Linked DNA regions of Mus musculus: region 2 is linked to region 1. Evidence: chromatin contacts called from public promoter capture Hi-C data. All regions are on one chromosome and are shown on one strand. The core of a region is the stretch at or near the end of the contact, and the rest is flanking DNA. Distances in the headings are between cores, read along the strand shown. Region 1 holds the start of Dtx3 (deltex 3, E3 ubiquitin ligase). Region 2 holds the start of Cs (citrate synthase).

The links. Capture Hi-C pulls out chosen DNA fragments and counts their contacts.
Region 2: a promoter capture Hi-C map of adipose tissue shows a contact between it and region 1, with 2.7 times the contacts expected there. The contact joins the promoter of Cs here to the promoter of Dtx3 in region 1. A contact is called at or near these places in 2 of 39 promoter capture datasets (the C10 cell line and neural stem cells) and 2 of 9 other capture datasets (adipose tissue and liver).

What each region holds. Positions count from the first base shown.
Region 1 is chr10:127,193,320-127,199,338 of GRCm38.p6, reverse strand. Dtx3 (deltex 3, E3 ubiquitin ligase) reads left to right here and starts at 3,630. Exons shown (of 6, transcript NM_030714.2): 1 at 3,630-3,645; 2 at 4,705-4,929; 3 at 5,536-5,609; 4 at 5,982-6,019. The coding sequence starts at 5,609. F420014N23Rik (RIKEN cDNA F420014N23 gene) reads right to left here and starts at 4,090. Exons shown (of 3, transcript NR_045716.1): 1 at 3,872-4,090; 2 at 2,145-2,202. Pip4k2c (phosphatidylinositol-5-phosphate 4-kinase, type II, gamma) reads left to right here. Exons shown (of 10, transcript NM_054097.3): 9 at 1-26; 10 at 195-2,272. The coding sequence ends at 275.
Region 2 is chr10:128,334,585-128,340,603 of GRCm38.p6, reverse strand. Cs (citrate synthase) reads right to left here and starts at 2,877. Exons shown (of 11, transcript NM_026444.4): 1 at 2,645-2,877. The coding sequence starts at 2,686. Gm51822 (a long non-coding RNA gene) reads left to right here. Exons shown (of 2, transcript XR_003949053.1): 2 at 1-3,465.

The DNA.
Region 1 (6,019 bases), core at 2,381-4,880:
ATGCAGCCAAGACTGTCAAGCACGGGGTGAGGGTTCCCCACAGCCTTTCCTCTCCTGGCCTGACTGTTCTCTGGAAAGAACGCTTCTGGGGTCAGAGTAGTGGGATGGCTGAGGGAAGGCAGTAGGAGGGTGAACTGAGGGGGAGGCGGAGAGCTCCTGTGAGTGACACTGTTCCCTGTTTTTTCTTCTCACAGGCGGGGGCAGAGATCTCCACTGTCCATCCTGAGCAGTATGCTAAGCGATTCCTGGACTTTATTGCCAACATCTTTGCCTAAGAGGCTGCCTGACTCCAGGGTGATTGCGGCTTTATGTTGGAGGTGGCGGGTTCTGAGAGGCTTAGGGGAGCTGGACTTGGCCGTTACTTCTCTTCTTTGCTAAATTCAGGCTGCAGGCTCCTTCCATCCAAATAACTTCCTTCTGGTGGATAGGGTTTTCTCGCCCACCCCAGACATACACTGTCCTTTCTCCCCTTGTCCATTTCTCTGCCCTCCCTCCTTGCTCCCAGTAAGCCCTCCTGCTTCTTTAGAGTGTTATTGTCGACTCTTCTAAGTGCCTTGATCTTTGAAAAATATCTTGTTTCTATGAAATAGGAGGAGCTGGGGGAGGGGTTGTTTGCCATCTTCGGGACCTGACTGAACAGTGGACTTGGCTCAAGCAACTGCCTGGATGCACTTTTGCTGAGTGGAAGAAACTGAATGTCTGGATTTTGCTGATACTTTTATGGGGCACTTTGTGGCATGCTTCCTCCCTGGTAAGCCCTGGAATGGAGGGCTTTCAGGATGCTCCAGATGTGGGTGCAGGCATTCACACATGGACAGTCTGGCCTGGAGGTCAGGTGGGGAGTGGTCAGCAGGCTGGCACCTCACAAGGCAGGACCTAAGCCTAAGCGGACTTTTGTGACTATGCAGATGATGGAGAAGGTCCCTGTGGAGCAACGACTGTTCCCGACTGTTCCCGTTCTCCCACCCCACCCCACCCCACGTCCACCTCTTTCTGTGAGCACTTTGGGTGCAGGAGCCCAGAGGCTAGCGGTGCCCGAGCTTAGGTGCAGGTGTGAGACTCGGGCTGCTCTTCCCACAACCCTGTGCCTTGCTGGTGAGCAGGGAGAGCAGTAGAGGCCGGGACAGGTCGGAGTGCAGGGTTCATTGCCTGGGTGACACCCTTTCTTCCTGTCTCACTACTCCTGGGCTTCTTTCTAGCAGAGGGGAACAGTACCATCTCCATAATTTGGGGAGGATAGAGCTCTCGAGTGAAGGAGCCTCCGCATCCCTGGGGCATGTGTACCTAGAACTCCCCCTCCTTCTCAAAACCCTTTCTGGTTGGAGTTGTTATTCTGTCCCATCTTCCACTGCTAATGTGTCTCCCAGGGGACAGATGGCCTTCTTTGTCATCTCCCCTCTCCGCCCCCAGAGAGGAGTCAGAGCCATAACTCAATCCACCCAGTCCTCTCCAAAGACAGCTGAATATTAATGCACGCCATCCTCAGAATGGAGAGGACCTGCTAGGCATCTTAGCTCTCCCAGCTCGTGCCTGTAAAGCCAGCACTCAGGAGGCTCTGAGAGTTCAAGTCCAGCCTGGGCTACTGAGTGAGACCTGGTCTCAGGAACACTCCAAATAGGTTTGGGTTTGAGCGCTGGAGATCATAGCTGAGTTGGTAGTGTGCTTGCCTAGCATGTACAAAGCTCTGGGATCCACCCCCAGCACCACTTAAGCCAGGCGTGGCGGTGCACGCCTGCACTCCTGGCCCTGGGAAGTAGTGGTAAGCAGGATGGGGCATTCAAGGTCATCGCCAGTTAGTTACTTGACGAGGTTGAGGCCAGCCAAGGAAACAGGAGACCATCTTGGGGAAAATGATTCTAAGGAGAGATAGATTGTCTTTGTCTCTGCCTAAAGCCTTTGGAAGCAAGCCACTCATCTTCGCTGTTTGGCGCTCTGGAGGTGGGGTGGGCATTGAAGGCAAGGAGCTGCTTTGCTGTGTGTCCATGAGGTCCTCAGGGAGAAGCCCACCTCCCTCACCAAAGGAAGCAGCAAGATGGGTGCCCGGTTGGGGTGGGTGGGACCTGCTGAGTCTCCCATCCCTCAAGCAACCTTTCCCCTGTTGAATGCAATAAGTGACTCCGGTCCCTTAACAACTGGGGTCTCACCGTGCGGCTGTGGTCGTGGGCAGTGTTGCCATCTTCACTTACTGCTTCCGTTTTCCATCTGTTTTGTTAATAAAATATGTATATTTACTCCCGATATCACAATAAAATAAATTATTTGATCTAAGTCATTCACAGAAGTTTTTGTTTTTTAAAAAACTGAGTAACCCATCCTATGTTTAAGAGTTACAGAGTCCAACTGAAAAATATTGGTCTTCAAGGTGTTGGGCTCCTGAGTATGTGTGTGTGTGTGTGGGGGGGGGGTGTTCTAAGATGACTGTGGACTTGGAGTTGTGGGGTGGACATGGGAGCGGGAAAATAGTCGCCAACCTTGTGGCGGCCAGAGTGGGAGTGGGATGGTGTGTCTGTCTTCATTATGCTCTTGCTCCTCCATCTGTTAACTTTAGTGGGCCTCTTGGGGTACCAGCTCTGTGGGAAGGAATTCTCTGTTCACGCAGACTTCCTGGGAAAGCTATCTGCTTAGAGGCCAGGAAGAGTCCAGCAGGGTCCTGGGAAAGTGAAGGAGTGACCAGTCCTCCAGTTCAGGGGGGAGGGGATGGAGAGGGGTGGATGACGTGGTTGGTGCTAGTCTGGGAGAGTCAGTACCTCTTCTCTTGGCTGAGGAGGTCTCTTGGCTGGTGGAAAAACCTGGCTTGATGTAGCCCCAGGGAAGTGAGCTGGAGGAGGCGGAGACAGCTCTGACGGGAAGCAGAGCGGAGCAGAGCTTTTTTTCTTTGGGAATTTTTAACTCTATTTGAGCCATGTACTTGACACTAACACCACCCTGAGCCATTTTTAAAGGATCTATCCACCTCACGTTCTGCACAGACCAGTGTCCTTACTTGTGGAAAACTAGTCACCAGCCCACTTCTGGTAACAGGCTGCGAGGGTTGGGGGTGGGGGGGGTCACCGGAGGTAACAGTCTGGAAGGAGGCAAGAGTTGAGGGAGGGGATTGAAGTAGTTTAGTCACAGGGTTTATTTTGTAGTACCAATGTTTTCCTTTTTTTTTTTTAAACTTCCCATCCAACATATTCCAGCGTAAGACTTCAAAAAAATTTCCCTCCCCTTCAATCTATATACCCACCGACACTGCTCCCACCCCTACCAGTTCCTAAGAGTGCAACGCAGTTGGCTGGGAAAGAAGTGGGGAGAGGTCTCCTCCGGGAGGGGGAAGCCAAGAGAGTGGCGTTTCTAAGGGATTTAACCTCCTACCCTCGGCTACATGACGCCACCCCTCCCTCCAAAGACTGGAACTGCGCCTCCATTTTTGTTTTGGGGCAGAGGCAGGGGCTCCCGGGTAGGAGGGGGTCAAAGGAAACGGTGATTATCACCCACCAAGGGGAGGGGTGCTCTCCCTTCCTTTCTCTCGGTCTGCACCCCGGCATCCCCTTCCACCTTCTCAGGGTCTCCCCCCCACCCCCCCGCCCCTTGTTGCTAAGGCCCGGACCGTCATCCCAGCAACAGCCTCAGTCATGTGACCGGCAATGGCGGCGCTGACGAGAGGTAGGTGAGCCCGGCGCCCCCACACCCACCGCGTGCCCCCCCAGGCCGGGTCCGCACCCTCACAAGCCCCCCGCTTCCCTCCGCCCCCTCCTCCGCCATTGGACCCCCACGCGCGCGCCGCGGGAGAAGAGGGCGCCCTCGGGGCCCGGGCCCATCATCTTTCCCGCACCTTCAGCCCTGGCCTCCATTTGGGGGTTCTGAGGGCCGCAGTCGGGTGGACACACACCCTCACCAAGCGGCGGGACTCCGGGGCTTCCTCGAGTAGGGATGCGGGAGTTGGTTTCGGGTTGGATGGATCCGGGGGCAGTCTCGGGGAGAAGGGTGGGGGGTGCCTCAGTGGACACCTCCCCAGGGGACCCTTGCCCTTTCTCGCCGTCCCTGCCAGCGGCCGCTGTCTGGAGGAAGAGGCTGGTCTGGTGTCCGGCCTGGTTTGCCCCAGAGGAATGCTAGACCCAGACTAAACTGTGGCCCCGCCTCCCTGTGCCGTGCCAGCAGGACTTGGAGCTAGGACACCTAGATCCTGGGTTCTCTCTGGTGGGGAGGGGGCATTTCACCGTGCACAGACCATGCGGGTTGAGATGCTTAGGTTTTCATCTCAAGGACCCTATGATGGAGGCACAAACGGACAGAGGCTTCTTTTTGGATCACAAGGAATTGAGGTCACATGAATGGCCCCTCTTCCTAATTGAGCTGCACTTTGTGTTGTGGGAAAGGCCCTGGAGCTGGGCTGTGACAGGGCTCAGGGGAAAACCTCGGGTCCCTCTAGCCAAGCTCCTGCTTGATTTGCAGCTGACAGCAGCTCTGCGGGCACTGGGTTTAAAGGTGACAATGAGAACTTTGTTATTGCGGGACTGCTAACACTTTGCTGGCATCCCTAACAGACTTCCGGCTCTCAAGGAAAGGTCTCTGTCAACAACAGGGACTTGAACTATTCGAGAACGTAAAGCGAGGAGTTTAGGAGATATTTCTGTCAGTGTAATCTGAGGGAGGTGGCGTGTACGACCTTCATCCTGTGAGGCCCTTTTTTTTTTTCTCCTTCCTGTCTTTATCTGCATCTAGGATCTCCCTCTGCACTGGGGGGAAAAGAGGAATTAGCCTGATGAAGTTCCTTGAGCAACTTGGAGAGGATTCTGCAGGGGAGGAGAGGAACTAGAAGAGCGTTTTCTGTCTGGGCTGGCTGAGGAAATGCTATCATAACTCTTTACCTTCCTCGTCTCCAGCTCTGGCCAGCTGAAGGTGGAGGTGGAGGGACTTCTGCTACCTTCGTCTCTGTGGTCTTTTCAGGTACCCGTGCCCCAGGAGAACCTCAGCTTTCGGGTTCCTCCTGTATTCCAAGAAATCCCCATTTCCAGTACCCCTACCCCAGGTTCCTGGCCATTTCAAGGGCTCCTGAGTTGGGGCTTTGGGGTTGGGGAATAGTTTTCCTTCCTCCTCCTCCTCCTCCTCCTCCTCCTCCTCCTGTTTTTTTTCTTTTCTTTTCTTTTCTTTTTTTTTTTTTTTTTTGAGACAGGGTTTCTCTGTGTAGCCCTGGCTGTCCTGGAACTCACTTGGTAGACCAGGCTGGCCTCAAACTCAGAAATCCGCCTGCCTCTGCCTCCCAATGCTGGGATTAAAGGCAAGCGCCACCACTGCCCAGCTTTTTTTTTTTTTAAAGATTTATTTATCTATCTATCTATCTATCTATCTATTTATTTATTTATTTATTATAAGTACACTTTTGTTGTCTTCAGACACACCAGAAGAGGGCATCAGATCCCATTACAGATGGTTGTGAGCCACCATGTAGTTGCTGGGATTTGAACTCAGGACCTCTAGAAGTGTAGTCAGTGCTCTTAACCACCGAGCTATCTCTCCAGCCCCCTTACTTTCTTTTCTTTCCCATTCCACCAGGCCACAGGATCTCCAGGTATCAGGGGGAAAGGAGAGTGAGCCTGCATGCCAATTCTAAGCTCCTCCGGATCAAAGTGAGCAAAGCAAACGGAGGTGGGATGGGGTGGGGTAGGGGTGGGGAGCCTCCTTCCCTTGGAGGAACCTTTTTTTTTTTCCATCTTGGGGAGAAGGGGCAGGTTGTTGTGCTCAGGGGAGAAATGAAAGAAGCAAGCAGGGCTGGTGCTTGGCTTAGATAACGATGAAATATGGAAACCTGTGCCCAGAGGGTGCTGGGCTATGGGACAGAAGTGGAGATAGAAAACCAACCGGTTTGTGGGCAGTGTTGGGGGTTGGCTTTGAGGGAAACAGAGGTAACACAGGGGGTTCAGAAGGAGCCTGAAGTAAGAGGCACATTTATCTGTCAAATGGGGACTCCCCACTCTGAGTCCCTTTCACCCTGGGGGCAGTGTCGTTCGTCCTGTCCAGAATGGCAGCCTGTGGAGGC
Region 2 (6,019 bases), core at 1,628-4,127, 1.1 Mb before region 1:
ACCTTGGGAAGAGCAATCAGTGCTCTTAACTGCTGAGTCATCTCTCCAGCCCCACTTTTTTTTCTTTCTGAGACAGGGTTTCTCTGTGTAGCTTCCTCCATCCTGGAACTCTGTAGACCAGGCTGGCCTCAAACTCAGAGATCAGCCTGCCTCTACGCCCCCTTGTGCTGAGATTAAAGATGTGCACCACCACCAGTCTTTAAAGTCTCTTAGTATTAAAAAGTAAAACTGGTCACCAATGACTAAGGGAACGGGTCTAATTTAGAAAGCTTAGGCAGATAAGAGCAATGCTGATATGCTGAAAGGCTCCCCAGACTCCCAGTTATGCTGCATGGCCCTCTCCAGGTTCTACTCCTTAACTTTGTTAGACTTTGACAGTTTTGTGTTTTTGTTTTATTGTTGCTGTTCTCATTCCCTGTGTGTCTGTGACTTCAGGTGTCTTCCTCCACTGGTCTTCACCTTATTATTAAAATCTGAATAGAAAGTCTCCTTAAAACCTGGTTCCTGACAGACTGACTGGCAAAGGATACCCTGAGGTTCCATCTGACTCCACTCTTCCCTCGACCGCAGCACAATAAGGGTCATAGGTGATGTAACTAAACGTGGCCTTTAGGTGGAGGTAGGGATTTGAACTCAATCCTTATGCTTACACAGCAATCACTCACACTTGTGCAGTCTGTGCATCTGTGAAGCCCAGGATGTCCTTGAATTTGTAATGATCCTCCTGTCTAAGCCTCCCAGTGTTTGTTTTACAGTTGAGAGTCCCCATGTCCTGTTTCTGGGCTTTGCTGATTTTTTTGTTGTTGTTTTGGGTTTTTTTGTTTTGTTTTTTGTTTTTTGTTTTTTGTATACAAAGTTTCTCTGTGTCGTCTTGGCTATCCTGGAACTCACTCTGTAGACCAGGCTGGTCTCCAGCTCCAGATCACAGAGATCCACCTGCCTCTGGGATTGCAGGCAAAGGTGTGTGACATCACCACCTGGCTGCCCTTGCTGATTTCAAGAGTAAGCCTCACCTCTTGGGAGAAGCAGGTAGCTCAGGATGGCCTCAAACTTACTATGTACCCACTGTCTCCGTTTCCTCAGTGTTGGGATTACAGCCACGTACCATCATGCTCAGTGCAAGGCACACTGAGATTCAAGCAACTCAAGCAACTTGACCAACAGAGTACAAAAGACTAGCAAAGTTTCTGGGATCCTCAACTTCACTTCTAACATAAAAGTAAAGAATGACAACACAAATGTGGCCCAGTCACCCTCCCAAAGCATTATGACATTTCCTAGGGCTTTATGAAGCAAGATAAACTAAAAAAAAAGTAAAACCAAAGGCTTTTTCAAGTTCACTGTTGTGTTAGACTATCTGGTCTGGGTTAGCAGCTCCTGAACCGATCTAATTATAGGTCCACCATTCTGCCAAACACCGTCTAGAACTTGCTTCATTTCCCAAGAGGTTTCCTTACCCAGTTCCCTGGCAGCAGCAGTAGCAACAGCCAAGTAAGACAAGTGTCTACCAAATAACCAGTCTCTACCTTGTTGCCAGACACAGAAAAGCCCCAAGATAAACCCTACAAGTTTTGTGGTACATCTGACAACTATGCATCTCACACAGAAAGTTAATACCATTCTAAGTCTTTTCTTTCCTCCAGGTGTACTTTGCTTCAAACTATCTACTGATGAGAAAAACCTATTAGTTCCTTTAAAACTAAAACAGAAGCCAAGGTCATTTGTGGGACTGTCCCCACTTGGGTTAGAGCTGAAATTCCCTCAGCATAGCTGGGTCTCTGTTTAAAGGCCCAAGTTATGCTGAGCAAAAAAGTAGTGATAACGTGAAATTAAGAGTTATCCCTACTTGGACTTGAACTTCAGAATTCAAAAGGCAAACCATCAAATTAAAGGGCCGCCAGGGAATAAGGGGAAGTACTCCTGGTAGGTAGTAGAATTGAGTCATGTGACCTTGGTGTTACTACCTCACGCCTGTCTTCATTTATTGGCCTGTAGCTTGGAGGAACAACCTTTCTGGTTCTACCTAGAGCCTGATGTGATACATAATCAGCAGGTTTAACAGAAATGCCCCACCCTATTCAAGCTCCTCCTATATACATTAAGTGCAGGAGTCCCAAGGACAAAGAGGAGCTGGGGGGCTCTAGTCCCCTAACAAAACTAAAACGGCGGGGTCACTTACAGGCTTCAATTACAGTGAGGAAAGAAACAGGTCCTGACAGGACTCACCCTACAAAGCAGAGCCCAAATTAGCCCCAGTGACCAAGTGAGCATATTTATACATCCCCCACTCCTCCTCCAACAGTTCTCTCCCTAATTCGGGGGACCACGCCACATCTTTGCTCTCTGGCCTTGCAGCCAGGGCCCTGCATCCCTCGCTTGCACCTTGGATACTTGATATGACAGAAGGCGGGCCTCCCGGCCGCCGGGGGCTGCAGGCCGGGGCCGGCAGCGTTCACCTTAGCCGGAAGGGCACGCAGCACATGGCCTAGGAGCTCTGGGAAGGGTTGGCGGCTCGCCAGGGTCGGGCCCCTTTAAGGCGCGGAGGGCTGCGCTCCGGTGTGGGAGGGAGAGCCGGTGCCGGAGGCCCTGCGGTCGCCTCAGCCCCACCCCGCGCGCCACGGCGCGCTCCCTCCTTTAAGCTCACCTTGGCTCCCAAGAGCCGGGTTGCTGCAGTGAGTAGAGCCATGGCGGGCGAAACTCCGGGACCTGGCGGGAAGGGACCGAAGGGAGAGAGCTACAGCTGCAACAGGAGCGGTCGCCGCTGTGATGGAGACCGCGCCAACCGGCGGACAAGGTTGAAAGGAGGCGGCTGAGGGGAAGGGTAGACAAACCGGCACAGGCGCCCAGCCCAGGGTCCTCGGCGAGGCCCCGCCCTCTGCCCGAAACTTGAGCCCGCCCCCCTCCGGCGACCCACCCCGGCCTCGACCATTGGCCCAAAATGGAAGAGGGGCGGGATCTGAGCCTTTGACAGATGTTATCGCGGGGAGGATTGGACCGTACGGATTAGGCTAATTAGGAGTGGGTGGGAAAGGGATTGTAGGTGTCTAAGGATGTGCCTGAGAACTCAGTTAACTTCCTTCTTTGGCTTTTCCCTTTGCCCTTAACACATTTCGGGTTCTCCGGAGAATGCTGAAGATAAAGCTCCAGCACGCGACGTTTGAAGGTCACTGAACACTGCAACTGACCATTGCACTTCCTCTACCTGCTTGGCATGCTTTCTTAAAGAATGTCTTTGGTTAATGACTTCATGGCCGTGGAGGTGACATCACGCAGAAAGCCCGCTATGATGCCAGAGTTAGTTGCTTGATGGTCATTTGTGAACAGAAGAAATCTTGAAATTACAGATACTGACCCCGTTATGTGGAGAAGAGCAAAACCAGAAGCCTGAATGTTTAGTGATGTTTGTGAACTATATGGAGTCTAAGTCTTACAAAAGCCCCCTTAATATGAAGGAACCTTTCAGTCTTTGGGTCCTGGGCCTTATGATTCTGACATTCTTCATAAAACCCCATATCATAAAACCCCATAGAGCCAGCCCACCTCAGACACAGGATCAGGAGCTGCAACTCTCCACTCAAGATCAGGTGTTAGACACTCTCTTTTCGTCCCATCATTCACAGTATTTCCAAAGGACTCGAGGACGTTTATCCTACTTGGCTCTCTCTCTTATTTCTCCCTCAGAAAACATTGCAGTGAATGACACAAGGATTTAATGATCTTACACATCACTCTTAAATGCCCCGGGGTAGAACACCTCAGAACTTCTGTACTTTCCTGTGCCTACTGTGAAATTGGCCTAAGGGTGGAGAGAAGCTGACCCAATGATCAGAGCACCTTATCTGTAACCACCAAGCCTCAAATGTACAATCCTTTTATCTCACCACATGACAGTAACAAAGTGCAGAGGTCTCAGTATCCATGTAAGCCAAGTTCAGATAGTCCTTGTTTATAGAGGATGTAGTTTGTGGCTTAGACTTGGAAAAGAGAAAGAAAACCCCTATTTCCTCAAGTTTTCTCATATACATATTCATATCTGCCCAGTAGTGTTGTTCTAGCTTGGAAGTCAGGTAGTTCTTATGAGAGAACTTTATCAAGAGAAGCTGCGCCTCTTGAGAAGCAATAACCTTAGACCACCTCCCCGGGGACTTCAAAGCTTCACTGATCAATATTGGCTCCCAATTTAGCATCTCACATGGGGTTTCCTCATAACCCCAGAATAGTCTGACCTGGTTCCTTCCCCCATAGTTAATTATCCACAGAGACTAGCTAGCAGATCAGAGGCCTGAACTCCAGTGCCGTAAGTAACCAGAGGCTGTCCCCATCAGGTGAGGCTGCTGAAGGGACAATTATTGGGTGGCCATAATGGTAACTGGAGTTTTAATAACTACAGAGAGAATGCCATCCTTTTTAAGCCCCTTGATAGGATTCTGTACTTTAACGTCCAATTTTTATTTATTTGAAGTTATTTAATCCTGATGTCCATTGTTATAAAATCAATGTGAAAGCCCAGAGATGAAGGGGGTTAAGTGGTTTCGCCCAAAAGCTGAGTCTGTATCAGTCTGTCCCTCATTGCTGGGAGTGAATGCGGTTTGTAACATGCTATTACTAATACTCAAACATCAAACCACACCCCTAGCCCTACAGTTTCTTTCTGAACATAGGTGGGAAAGTTAAGACTGGCATGAATATAACAGCTAAGAAAACTCTAGGTCCAAATATACCTGCATGAGAACAGGAAGGGGCCACAGAAAAGACTTGACATAATTGTGACCTTGGGAAGATTCAAAATGCTCAGGGACAACGGTGCCCCCTGGTGGTCAAGATCAAGTGGGAGAATTCGGGCTCTAGAATCGTCTTAACATTATCTCCTATAGGTAAACAAACTTCAGTAGACAGTAGACAGTAGTTTGCTCTCTCTCTCTCTCTCTCTCTCTCTCTCTCTCTCTCTCTCTCTCTCTCTCTCTCTCTCTGTATGTGTGTGTGTGTACAGGAACGTGTATATGGTTACATGAGTCTCACATATGCTAAGCCATGAGCTACATCAAAGCCCTGTTTTTAAAAATGGTGAGGAACCAGGAATGGCACATGTATCTATAACCCCAACATTTGGGAGGTGGAAGCAGGAAACTCTGGAGTTCAAGGTCATCTTTGGCTACACAGTAAGTTCAAGGATGGCCTGGAGTATATAAAGAGATCCTATCTAAAAGAAAAATTAAATTTATTTTGAGGCAAAAAAAAAATCTCGCTAAATTGCTTAAGTTGGTGGAGAACTTGTGATCCTCCTGGATCCCAGGCACACACACACTGCCACGCTTAGCTGAACAAAGCTACAATGCAGTGCTTACTGTTTCAAGTCACTATCTAACTATAGTGCATGAGTCACCTTAATTAATCCTTGCAACTCTATAATATGTAGGTAATAGTACCTTTAAAGAGAAGGCAACTCAGATAAAATGTCCGGCCAAGGGCCATTGCTCATAGCTGGCCTAGCTAGAATTCACAACCTCATTCCAGAGCTCACGTCAAGCTCTGCCAAGCTTTACCATCTACTCCCTAGCTACCAGGAATCCAAGGCACCCTGCATACTGGGCAAATGTCGTTCCACTGAACCACACCCGGGAATCACTGTCTGCAGTCTCCTGGAGACATCAGCACAATGTGTTGCTATAAAGGTACTTTAAAAGATAAGAACTATGCAGTTTCGCCCATCTGTAAAACCTTTGCACATCCATAACTGACGTAAGGAACTGGAGACACCCACCCTAGAACATATACAGATAAGGAAGAGAGAGACAGAGACAGAGACAGAGAGAGAGAGAGGGAGAGAGAGAGAGAGAACGGTGTAGCAGCTGAAATGACTTTGGTGAACAAGATAGCAGAGCTCATGAATACTAGGAGAGCATTAAACACGTGAACTACAACCTCAACCCTAAAATATTTTGAAGAAACAGGGTCTTAAACTATTGCCCAGGCTGACTTCAAATTCCTAAACTCAAGCAATCCTTCTGCCTCATCCTTT